Regions from separate parts of the Oryctolagus cuniculus genome. Here regions 1 and 3 are each linked to region 2. Evidence: chromatin contacts called from public Hi-C and Micro-C data. All regions are on one chromosome and are shown on one strand. The core of a region is the stretch at or near the end of the contact, and the rest is flanking DNA. Distances in the headings are between cores, read along the strand shown.

Evidence for each region. A called contact is a pair of places that touch in the nucleus more often than the background predicts.
Region 1: a Hi-C map of liver shows a contact between it and region 2, with 4 times the contacts expected there. The contact joins the enhancer-like site here to the promoter of TLE1 in region 2. A contact is called at or near these places in 5 of 6 Hi-C or Micro-C datasets (ear pinna, liver, psoas muscle and 2 more).
Region 3: a contact with region 2 is called in a Micro-C map of ear pinna, with 2.2 times the contacts expected there. The contact joins the enhancer-like site here to the promoter of TLE1 in region 2. A contact is called at or near these places in 2 of 6 Hi-C or Micro-C datasets (ear pinna and liver).

What each region holds. Positions count from the first base shown.
Region 1 is chr1:148,685,864-148,690,028 of mOryCun1.1, forward strand. It overlaps the pseudogene LOC100354656. Among named protein-coding and RNA genes, the nearest start is that of TLE1, 150 kb to the left of the region's middle. Within about 2 kb of position 1,713, at least 1 of the 8 cell types and tissues checked has an H3K27ac peak or open chromatin away from gene starts, as enhancers often do.
Region 2 is chr1:148,538,657-148,542,529 of mOryCun1.1, forward strand. TLE1 (TLE family member 1, transcriptional corepressor) reads left to right here and starts at 2,493. Exons shown (of 18, transcript XM_070050403.1): 1 at 2,493-2,873; 2 at 3,677-3,777. The coding sequence starts at 2,850. It overlaps LOC100355171, which reads right to left and starts at 1,422. Exons shown (of 4, transcript XM_070050415.1): 1 at 1,145-1,422. The coding sequence starts at 1,372.
Region 3 is chr1:148,389,112-148,393,372 of mOryCun1.1, forward strand. All of the region lies in intron 3 of LOC100355171, which reads right to left. Among named protein-coding and RNA genes, the nearest start is that of TLE1, 150 kb to the right of the region's middle. Within about 2 kb of position 1,945, at least 1 of the 8 cell types and tissues checked has an H3K27ac peak or open chromatin away from gene starts, as enhancers often do.

The DNA.
Region 1 (4,165 bases), core at 463-2,962, 150 kb after region 2:
GAGAAGAGCCGGCCGGCGGTGTGCCGCTCCCCTGCGGAAGTGGGGAATGCGGCCAGGGGGAACTGCCCTTCCACGGAGGTGGAAGGGATAGTAGCCAACCCGGGAAGAACCAGCAGCAAACCCGGGGAGGGCTGAGCAGACGAAAGAACAGCGCAGGGTCCTGTGTCGTTCCTCCACGAAGACGGGGAGCGACAGCCCATGTAGTTAGGCCCACATCCAATCCAATTCCCTTCCCTGGGACAGCCACAGATCAATCAAGAGAGGCCATAGCAGAGGTATTTTAAGATAGAGCTGCTCCCCTGGCAATGTGATTTGTTGTAACAGTAACTACTTTCTGTATTCCCTCTGCATCCCAGGAGAGAAGAGAACAAGGTTGAGGAAGCTGTGTGAATATATCTGAGAGTGTTTACCGATTTCCATCAAGTACAAGATTCACATAGATTTGCTTATCCATTGGCATAGCCTTATATAAGGGTGAGAGCTGCTATAGAATATAGTACTATCTGATACTGCATTGTTGAACAAAATATAAAAGTGTGATAAGAAGAAACACTTCTATCCTCCACACAGCAAACCAAACAGAAAGCTCAGTGCCCAACCTACAATAACTTAATCCAGATGGTCATAATTTCTTTAGACTGTAAACTATTTCCAGCAAATTCATTGTTCACTATTTTTTTTCCTATTCTTATAGTTAACATATCGGCCTGACAAGTTCTAGCCAACCAGTAAGAAGAAAGATCAGATGCTTAGGATTAAGCAGTTCAAAGTCAATGATATTTGGTTAAGATAAACAAATGGGATAAAATGGACTGCAGACTCCCAGGTCCAAAAGTCAAAACTTGTTGACTGAGCGTTGTGCTGTTCGTTGATTTTACTTGGAAGTCAAGTGGTCAGGAAAGATAAAGCGACTAAGAGTGGCACCAAGAAGAAGATGGGGAAGTTATGTGGAAGAAATGGTCCAAACTTTCCTGTCCAGTAGTATTCTTTAAAATCCTAACAGAATTTCCCAATGAAATAAAACAACAAGATATTGAATTAATGGGTTAGAATATGTCGGTCACTAACCTGTTCAATTTGGAAGCCTTTAATGACTCAAGGTAGGAAACAAAAATTAAACAACATAAAAAATGGAACACAACAAAATTAAAAAGTTAAAAAGAATGAGAACCTAAATAAGTCTGACTTATAGAATTATGCACATCCATATTCATATTTTAGTCATTCTTTTTCTTGAACTAGATTCATTTAAAAATGAAAGACAAGAACTCATATGACTGGCTAAAAATAATCTCAAAACCTTTCATCAGTCATTTTTACCGAACACCCACTTGATTTCCAAACTCATCACTTTGCTTGGAAAATAAAGACATTTTTAGCCTACTTTCAATACAATTTCTTCGTAGGCCTTCATGTCTACCCTTCACTCAATTTTGTGAAACTTTCCCATGCTTACTTCCCTTTACTTTTTCACAATACTGCTTAAATCTGGCTAAATTTTAAACCTGGCTAAAATTTTCCCCAATTTAGAAGGTTTGGCTGCTTCTTCAATGCAAAAGGAAATACACCTCTGCTGGACATCTAGACACTGTTTTGCACATGTCCACATGGTTTTTGTTGGCATATGTGCTTTGCAAGGCACGAACCATGTCTTTTGTAAGTTTGTGTGGTTTCCACAGCTGTGTCATGACCCATAGGGGCGCTCAATAAATGTTGAATCAAAGTGAATTGCTTTCCAGTGCATTTATTGGCACATGTACTCCAGTGGGTCAAGTTCCATCTCTTTTTTGCAGTGCTCAGTAGTTTTTTTTTCTGAATATATTCCCAACTAGGCCAGAGTTGTTGGATATCTCTGAAAGTTGTTCACAGCTTGCTAGACAGGAAAACTGGATGATTGCATTATTGTATTGCAGCCATGTCCCAGGTTTCCAAACCAAGGAAATTCCAATTATGTACAAACGGTTGTTCTTTCTCTTTTGTTGTCTCTTTTTCTTTCTATTGTCTGTTGGTCCCTTCCCCCTCCCCTCCTTCATTCTCTCCTCCCCTCCCTCCCTCCCTCCCTTTCCTTTCTTCCCCTCTTCTATTTTACTTTCTTTCTGACAAAGCTCTCTTGTGAAGCTGGAACACATGTAACAGGATCAACAGCAGTGCAGGGCTGTCTTTTTCAGCCCGGCAAAGCTAGACAAATGCAATTCCAGAAGCCTGGCCTCATACCACAATTGAGGAAGGTGTCAACCAGTCTGAGCTGAATCAAGGTTGGCCCTGCTCTCTGCCCCGGGATGGCATTGGCCCCACCAGCAGGGACACTGTGTTTCCAGCTTCAGGCTTTTAGTTCTCTCTACAGCTTAATGGCTCACAGACCTTTACTGAGACAGCTGGATAACAATGTGCCTTTCTGACAGCCACTCTCTTTCTTCCCTGTGGAAATCTCAAACTGTACTGGATAAAACATTCTGTCTCCTATTGTTCCATCAACAAGGCCTGAATAGCTAAGGCAAGTGCTCCTGCAGCACTTATTTCCTTGGAGTTTTTTTTTTTCCTCCTACAATAAAAGAATAAGTGGAAAAGACAGACCAGAGTGTGAAAGATGGCTGGTAAGGGCCTCTGTGTGAGGTCCTTGGTGAGATAATCTTATTCTAAAGATCTGGGTGACTGGAATTTCCCTTCGTCCCATCCCCCGCAGACATCCCCCTCCCCAACATCCTTCTCATACAAATCCTTAGGCATTAAGTCAGGCGGAAAATGAGTCTACTCTACATTTATCTTCCTGAATGGCAGTCAACTCCTGCTTAATCTTTCAACATATATTTGTTCAATGGATCAACAGATTGTGTAAGCAGCATGACGGTTGGGTTTAGAAATGTGTCTGCTCATGTTTGGTTTGTGCTGAACCATTGACCACTTTGTTTGTGAATCCATCATAAATTATATCTCTGCGTTACCCAGTACCAGGGATGGGTGCACAGGATGGTGCTCACAAAGGCAGAAAGACTTTTTTAGTCACTGTCATTTTCCAGAGTTGAGAATGCTCACTTGTTTCACTTTGTGAGTCCATTAAAATTTTTTCTCAAACTACAAAATCTCAAATTTGATTCCTTCTTTCTTTCCCAAAAGTGTCTCTTACAAATCCTTTTGCTATTCTGTCCCTACTAAAATAAAGAAGACTTTCAGGATATAAAGTAAGCAATAAAATAATATAAAACATGGATAAGAAGGTTGAAAATTAAAAGCATGATCACTCTCCTTGGTTCAAATCTCTGCTTCTCAAAAACAGGAGAAAATTTTGCTTGGATATTAATAGATTGCAGGGTTATCAGCTTATTGCATAACTGATTTTGCCTTTTTTTAAAAAAATGAATTGTCAAACAATTGTATTGAATCTTCAACCAATCAGACGTTATTATTTTTTTGATTGTGCATCTACTGCATTAAAGACAATGGAGATAGCATAAAAAGACAAAGAGAAATTTTCTGAACTGAACAACTTGAATGAAGTTGGAGAAAGGAATTGTGTGTGTGTATTTGTGAGTATGTGTATATATATATACATATGTATATATATTTTTTAAAGATTTATTTATTTGAAAGTCAGATTTATACAGAGAGAGGATAGGCAGAGAGAGAGAGAGTGGTCTTCCATCCAATGGTTCACTCCCCAATTGGCCTAAACAGGCCAGAGCTGCGCCGATCCAAAGCCAGGAGCCAGGAGCTTCCTCCAGGTCTCCCACTTGGGTGCAGGGGCCCAAGGACTTGGGCCATCTTCCACTGCTTTCCAGGCCATAGCAGAGAGCTGGATTGGAAGTGGAGCAGCCGGGACTCGAAATGATGCCATATGGGATGTAGGCACTGCGGCGGCAGCTTTACCTGCTACATCACAGCGCCAGACCTCCATATATATATATTATATATATATATATTATACATATATATTATATTATATATATTATACCTTTTTAAATATATATATATTTAAAAAGGTATAATGAGCAGTCCTAAATAAAAATGAAGGGAAGAGAAAATTTGTGTTATAGTCACACGGTTAATGTGTGACATGGACTAGTTTTCTGGGAAGTTTTGTTTGTTAACTTGGAAACTGCTCAGCAGTATTTATTGAAAACCTAGTGATTTTTGAGCATTGGGTATATAATAAGCTTCACAATGAAGG
Region 2 (3,873 bases), core at 1,243-3,742:
GAAGACGTTACCATCATTTGGCTAGAAGAGCATTATTCACTCACTGCTCATGACGTGGAAACAGTTTCACTGAACTGTTCTTTAAAGAAAAGTACATATATGTAAGCAGAAAGGTATCATTGCGGCAGTACTGAAGGTCTTCTGCTGTGTGGTGTATTTCGAGAAAGACAAAAACAGCGGACTCACAATACTAAATACGGAGCACCTCTCGTTCCTGTAAAAGCTCCAAGTCCCTTGCATCCCCAGCTGCCCCTCTAACAGCCCAGGCCACGTCATTTAGCCGTAGAGTCTACGGCTCGGCCACGAGCAGCACCCAGGCCACGGGATGGGCTGGGCCCGACAGGTTTTTCAGGTCCCGATGCTGGTCTGTCCCTCTGTTTCCAGGAATTGGAAAGATTCCTGGTCTGGTTGAGGAGCGGCTCCTAAGACCCCCACAGCCACCCTCTCCCCCGCCAGAGGACTCCTGAGAGAAAAAACAAAACCCGGGATTTCGCGCCGCGGGCAAAGCCATCCCCTCAGCGCACGAGACGCGCGTGCCCTCACGCCGGCGGCACCTTAGGTATCCCGCCCGCCAAACGCAGGCAGGCCGACCTTTCGACAAAGTGGCCCGGAATCCTTCAATAAAGGCCAAATCCCACCACGCTGGGCGCACGGGGAGGGCGGAGGTGGCCGCGGGCGTCGCAGTCGGGGCTCCGGCGGCGGGCAGACCCACGCCGACTAAGCTTTGCTCATTTATGCGTTTTCCGCCAAGTGTACAGCCCACTCCTGTGCACCGGGGAGAGGCGGCTCAAGAAAGGACTACGCTCTGAGGAATTTCTGAATGTGACCTCGCTTTCAAGGAGCAGCATCAGACAAGAGGCCACCACACAAAAAACCATTTTGCTCGCATGACCAAAAAAACCCCTCCCTCCCGCCCCCAAGGCGAGACTACGCCGTGAGCCCCCGAGTTACTTTTACTGAGCCCACAAGATTCGCACTAGAGCGCAAAGTGAACAAGTGGCAGGATTTCGGCAAACTCAAGCCCCCGGCTTCCGCCGCAGCACGCTCACGGGTCCCTCCCGCCAGCGCGCGCCCGCGCGCTCCCCAGCCGGGCCCACGTTACTTTGATTGACAGCCCGGCCCCGCCGCTCTCCTTCCCACCGACCTTCCCATCCTTCGTGCCAATCTCCGCGTCGCGCCGCCTCTCATTGGCTGCTTTTGGAGTCCCGCGGCTCCTCCAGGAACAGTTCCTCCCCGAGCCCGGGAGGACGCGGCTGGCGGAGGAGGGGCGGAGGGGGTGGGAGGGGAGACGGGGGAGACGGCGGAGATGGAAGCGAGCGGGGAGGGCGCAGGGGGAGCGGGAGGCACGGCCAGTCCGGCGCGGCGCCGCCATAGGCTCGAGGGAGGCGTGGCGTCAGTGCCCCACGTTGGGCGCGGCGAACGCGATTGGTTGATGCGGGCCCCCCTACTCCCCCGGCAGCCTCCCGGGCCCACGTCCCCCGCCGGCTCCGAGCTCGCGGCCCCCGCCCGCGCGGGGCTGGGCGGGGCCGGCGCTGGTTAGCTCCGGAGTGTGAAACCGCGTGTTAATGTAACCGGTGCGAGAGGCGCGGGCGGCGGCGGCTGTAGGAGCAGCGGCGGCGGCGGCGGCGGCGGCGGGTACCCTGTGCCCACGTCCCCGAGGCAACCGATCGCGCCACCCCCCCTGCCCTCGCACGGCCGGGCGAGACCCGAGCCCTCAGCTCGGACCTCCGCTGGCCCGCGCGCGGAGACCCGAGCCCCGCCGGGATTACTCGGACTCGTCGGCGGAGTTTGCCCGCCGGGGCGGGAGGCCGAGCGGCGGAGCGCACTCCTGCTCTTCTCCCCACCGTCTCGTGGATGTCGTTCCTCGGGTCGTGAGGGAACTTTGCAGCGGGCTGGAGCGCCCTTCACGGAGAGGCAGACGAGGGGAAGGAAAGGAAGAGGGCCGAAGAAGAAGGGTCCGGAGCGGCCGTGCGGGGCGAGTACGCATGGGCTGCGGCGCCCTGATGCGCCCCGGGCTGGAGGAGCAGCGGGTGGCTCCGGGACTGCCCTCCGTGGAGTAGCTCTGTCGGGCCAGGAGGGTTTGTGCAACCGCGGAGAACACCGATTGCCGGTTGCGCGGGGCGTGCCGAGCCGCCTCACGGCGCGCCCTCCGCACTTTCCCCGCCTCGTCATCCCTTGCTGCCCGGTCCGGGCTGAGGCTTCGGACCACCGGGCTCGGAGCCTCCGCTTCGGCTCTGAGATCGCTCCCTACTGCCTCCCACGAAGAGCGCCCGACTCCGGGGCGCAGCCGGGACCGGCGGGGGTCGGCCCGGAGCGCCGCCGCTCCTTGTGTGTGTGTGTGTGTGTGTGTGAGAGGTGAGCCGGGGGCGCCGCGCCACCTGCACCTCGCCCGCCCCTGCGAGGAGACCGAGCAGGAGAAGAGCGAAGGAAAGCAGCCCGCCTGGATTTGTTTGCCCGCGACGGGCGCCGCGCACGCGGATCGCCCAAGGGGAGCGCAGCCCGAGTCGCCGCGTCTCCACCTCACCGCCCCGGGCGTCTGAGGCCCGCGGGTTGGAGCACAGTCGCTGTGCGCTCTCCCCCCGGCGCCGGCGGCGCCGCGCAGGTCCTTGGAGCAGCTGGGCCCGGGGCGTCCCGAGATGTGGCCCTGAGGGCGGGAGCCCGCACCGGCGGGAGCAGCAGCAGCCGCGGGCGCCGAGTGGCCGGTGCGTCTCGCCGAGCGCGCCTGCGTGCGTGGCCAGCGCGCTCCCCGCTTCTGCCCGGCTGAATTGTCCTCGGCGGGATTAAAGTTGGAAATTGAGCGGAGAATTGAGTTGCCCGGGAACAGAGCTGCGGCCGCCGCCAGAAGAGCAATGTTCCCGCAGAGCCGGCACCCGGTGAGGCGCGGCCGGGTGGGTGGGGGCAGGCGCGCGGGGCTTGGGAGACTCGGTCTTGTGCAGTAGGGTCGTGGGCGGCTGTCGTACACCCCCGGCACCCGGCGGCGCGAGGCCAGGGGCTCCTGGTCCCTCCCTCCGTGGGGTGGCGAGTGAGCTGAAACTCAAGTCCCCCACCCCACCCCACCCCCTTCCCCTCTGGGGCCCCTTCCTAGTTGACGTCTAGACCGGGCGGACGCGAGCGCTGGGGGAGGCTGGGGTTTCTCTCCCCAGCCACATCCTGCGCTTTTCCCCGAGGCGGGTTTGGCGGCCCCCCTTTGTTTCTCGTCTCGCCTATTTACATGTCAATGCGGCCCCCGTTCCGGTGCGTCCGGAGGTGGCCCTGGCGACTCTGGGAATGGAGGACTTAAGGGAGTTGTTTTTCTCCTCCGGTCCCCGGGGTCATTGTCGCCCCCGTGGGGGAGGGGGCGACGACGACGACGTTCTGGTCTGGTCCCCGCACGCCGCACCCCCCAGGTCGCCAGGCAGTCCTCTCTACTCGGGCGGGTTGACCCGGGAGCACTTGGCGAGATCTGCCCAGGAGGCCGAAAGAGCTTCCGAGCCTTTTTAGAAGCTGGGGGTTGGGAGTGTGTGGGGGGGTCCGTTTCCCCCCTCCCCAAAGTGAAGCTCAGACTTGAGTTTGGGTCTCCGTTTTCTGCCGTCTCTAACTTTTTTGTTTATGTCCCACCCGTTCTTGCCTCTCCTGACTTTATCCGTCTGCCCGCCCGCATCCCCGTCCCTCGGTGCCCATCGCCGATCGCCCCCAGACGCCGCACCAGGCTGCAGGCCAACCCTTCAAGTTCACTATCCCTGAGTCCCTGGACAGGATTAAGGAGGAATTCCAGTTCCTGCAGGCGCAGTATCACAGGTGCGTGTCCGGCTGAGCGGGCGGCCCCTTAGCCCCTCGGTCGCCCAGCCCGGTGGTGGCGTTGGCTGTATTGAGTGCTTGCGTCCAGGCGGTGGC
Region 3 (4,261 bases), core at 695-3,194, 150 kb before region 2:
CCCCGCCCCCAAACCTGAGGAATTTTCATGCACTGTGAAACTAATCGCTTCAAGTTCCTTCATAAATCACACAAAGCAGATTTCAGCATCTTAACAAATTGAAAACACACACACACACACACACACACACACAACAACAGCGGAGAGGGAGGGGGCTGGCAGAGATCACTCACCCTTCAGCTAAAAGGGGTGGGAGGGAGGCAGGCGTTCAAATATTGCAGAGAAGGAAGGGGCAGATGTAAATTAACTTCTGTCCTCTCACTCAATATGTTTCTCATCTCCTTAAATTTTAACTTGAGTGAAATAATTGGGGCAGGCTCAAACCTAACCACCTCCAAGCCCACAATGACCTTGTTTTTTCCCACTGTGATGGAAAGGATGCGGTTTCAACAACAGGCCTCTCATTGTTGTGCCTGTGACAGCCCTTGAAGAATGTAAGACGCACACAATTAAACAAGGATCGCGCAGCCCATGTGGTGCAGACAGCCGAGATGGTGGACTGGACTGGTGTGTCCCTGCATTTCTAACCAGCATGCATGCATAAAGGGGCATCTTAAATGATCACTCAATTACAAAGAGCAGTTCTTGCGAAGGCCATGTGTTCACCCAGAGCTGTACCTATGTACATTCCTATCTATAAATGGCCACGTCAGAACTTACTATCTTCCTCTCCTCACAAAAAAAGAAAAGGAAAAAAAGAAAGACTGCTACCCTTCTTTTCTAAATATCATGCACACAGTCTATCAAGGAGCTTTTCTCCTTTGCTAAGGCAGAAATGTGCATGCAATGGCCTTATCCTTATGCTGGGACAGAGCTGGGCGTCTGTGAGCTCTTGGCATGGGAAATAGGCTTTTGTAAGCTGCCGGATTATTAGTGTCATGGGGGAAATATCACGCTAGCACTAATCTAAAATAAAACATCTTTTAGCTGCTCTATTTAATACCCATTGTACATCAGAATTACCTATAAAAACACATTTCCTAACAGAGAAACAGCCATCTCCCCCCACCCCTGTCACCATCTCTCCGTTACTTTGGCAGCTCCGCAGCTTCCCACTACATCAGCAGAGTAACGAGGTGCCTTCTCACTGAACATCTGGGGGCAGAGGGAATTTTATGGCACAGGTTTAGGCCAGACCACTATCACCACGGTAGGATCTTTTTCCATATCCACAGGAAGGACCCAAGGTACTTGCAAATTCACTCAGATACAGCTGGATGCTCTATTATTGCTTCCCGAAATAAAAACATTTAGTTTTATATCTCACTCCACCCACATCCATTCATTAGTATTTATCCAGATTTTCCTTCCACTATCCATCTCCCTCTTCCCCACAATCCAAATAAAAGTCAACTCTGATTTTGTGATCTACTCAATATGGAATGGAATGCTAGCATGAATAGTGTTATTATTTCCTCTTTGGAAATGCCTTTTGCCTTACTTTTTTTTTTTCCTTTCCAGATAAACTATGTCATAAGAGAAAAATCCCTGTGAAGTCCTCCAAAGAACTCTGCTGTTTCCAGACCCTGGGACTATAATTATGCCTTGTGTAATTAAAACAGAAAGCACATCCCCTGCCAACTGTGAGTGCCCCTGTTTACATCACAAAGAGATAGCAAAATGTACTCAGGAAGGTTCCAGCCAAAGTCCTGGAGAGGGCTGCCTGCACGGGGCTCCGCTCTCTAAATGTCCCTGGGTTAGAACAGCAAGGGGCAGGAGAAAGAAGGGGATGCAGGGACACCCAAACCAGGAGCCAGGAAAGCCTGTTGACTTTTCCCACCCGGGCATGATGTCACTGAGTTCAGTGACAGGGGTGCGGGCACTGACTGAAGTCTTGTTGCACATTTAGTCTAGCAGCTTCTGTTGGGAGCTTCAGAGCTTTCTGGGCATGGCGGCCCTAGGAGGTCCTGAAGCCCAGCCCTCAGCATGTACAAGTTCAGAGCCTAAGGCCAGGGTGCTGACACATTCCTGACCTCTAGTAATATAAAGAGTCTTCTGCACGCAGGTCAGTCAGTTCACAAGCTTGTCTTTCTCTGCACACAAGCTTTCTTTTGCAGGCTGCTGCAATTGGGACATTAAAAAGAGAGACAGAGAGAGAAAAGAAAGGACACTGAGGGAAAAGAAAGAAAAAAAAAAAAACCCACACACACACACATACGAACCAAAGCCACAAACTAGAAAAAAAAAACCTATAAAATAAAAGCACATTATGTTTTTGTATATTTTCAAAATGTAGCCAAACTAAACCATTAAATGAGGATTTTGTTTCACAAAGTCTGCAAACTATTCAACCACTAACCCACTATACCAAGAATGTGGTGCCAACCAAAATATGTCAAGATTAGTAGTACTCAATAAAATCTCAAAACCAAATGACATGCAGGCTGTATTTCATGATTAGAGCGCTTCCTTATGTCAAGGAACATACATATTAACTTGTTTAAACACGGTGCTGGGCTGTCACTCTGTTTGTCAAGAGCAGAGGAAAGAGAATCCAGTGCTTACCAAATCCATCCAGATGCTGGCTTCCACTTTCCATCTTCCTGGGAGACGGCTCCGACGCCCTTCAATTCATCCTCACCTCATCTGAGAGAAAGAGAGAGGCCACTCCCCACTTCTTGTGCTCTCGTGGCAGTCCTGTAGAAGCCTGAGTGGCAAGTGCTTCATCTACGGCCCAGCACACAGTCCAGAGCTGGGCTGGAAATTGAAAAGGCTGGCTTTTTTTTCCACTGAGACAGCAAGGCCCCCAAATCCGAAAAATGCAAACGCCTAGTCCCCTTCCAGAAAGGTGTGTCTTTGTTTTCCTTAATCCTAAGAACTAATATTTGCATAGTGCTTTCATGACTAGAGGGCTGTCAGTCTGTATTTTCCCACTGAGTCCTTCCCCCTGCCCTGCTCATTTATATGATTATTCCCATTTCATAAACAAGAAGCCCCAAGACCCAGAGAGATGAAGTGGCCTGCCCACACAGCCGCATCAGAAGCAAGGAACATCAGAACACAGACGCCTCTGCCTCTGACCTCCCAACCTAAAGGCAACTACACAAAACGATGTGTCTCTTTTTGGAGGGAAATACTTGAGTTTGAGATGGAATCTAAAAACGAAGAGGGGTAATTATCTCATTCTCTGACTGTCAACAGCAATGAGCGGCTGTGTGCTTCTACCTGGCAGGAGAAGGAAGGGAGGCTGTGCTCTCATTTACAAAATACAGGAGTAAGATGTGCGATTAAGTTAGGAGGGATTTGAGGGGCTGCTGGGTGAAAAAGAACCACCAGAGCCCAGCCCGTTCTTCTGCACTTTCTGTGCCTCGTCACGTGTGGGAGCTGCTGTGCCTTGAGCCTGGCCAGCCTCCATGTCGCTGATACAACTGGGGCTGTGCCCATAGTCAACCTTTCAGCTGTGGCTGCCTCCAGCTCCCCACCCACGTGTCCCCTACCCATATCCTTTTGCTCATGGGCTCTGCTGCTACTGTGCAATGATTGTGTCTTTTTAACCACCTTGCAAGCCTTGGGGTGTGGTGGAAGAAACCTAGAATTCAAGCCCACGCCTCAGTGGACACACTGCAAGGTTGTTTCTCACAGTCCATCCCTCACACTGCAGCCCCAGGGGCCCCAGAGCCTAAATGTGGTGCCCATGTTGGCTCCCTGGCAGTCTCCTTTGCCGGATGAGAGGCCAGGCTTCACAAGAACTCAGCTGCCTGGCATTTGGGCTTCACCCTAAATGCTTGTCCACATATACCCGACTCCAGCCATACTTTACAGATATTCATGTTATGTGATGAATTGTATCGCCTCTCCCCAAAATTTCTATGCTAAAATCCTAAACCCCAGTACCTCAGAATGTGACCATATTTGGAGATAGTGACTTGAAAGAGGTAACTGTGGTTAAATGGGTTTATATAGGTGGGTGCTGATTCAATATGACTGGTGTCCTTATAATAAGTAGTTAGGGAACCAAAGATGAGCACACACAGAGGAAAGACCACACGAGGACAGAGGAAGAACGCAGCTGTTGACAAACCAATGAGAGAGGCCTCAGAAGAGACCAAGCCTGCTGACACCTTGATCTCTGACTTCTAGCATCCAGAACTGTGAGAAAATTAATCTCTGTTTTTTCAAGCCATCCCACCTGTGGTATTTTGCTATGGCAGCCTGAACAAACCAATCTAACTCCTCATTCCCATCCTTCCATGCCCACTGACCCCTCTGCTGGGTACAGCCATCCCTGGACTGTCAGCCTGGCAAACAATTCTTCAGCTCC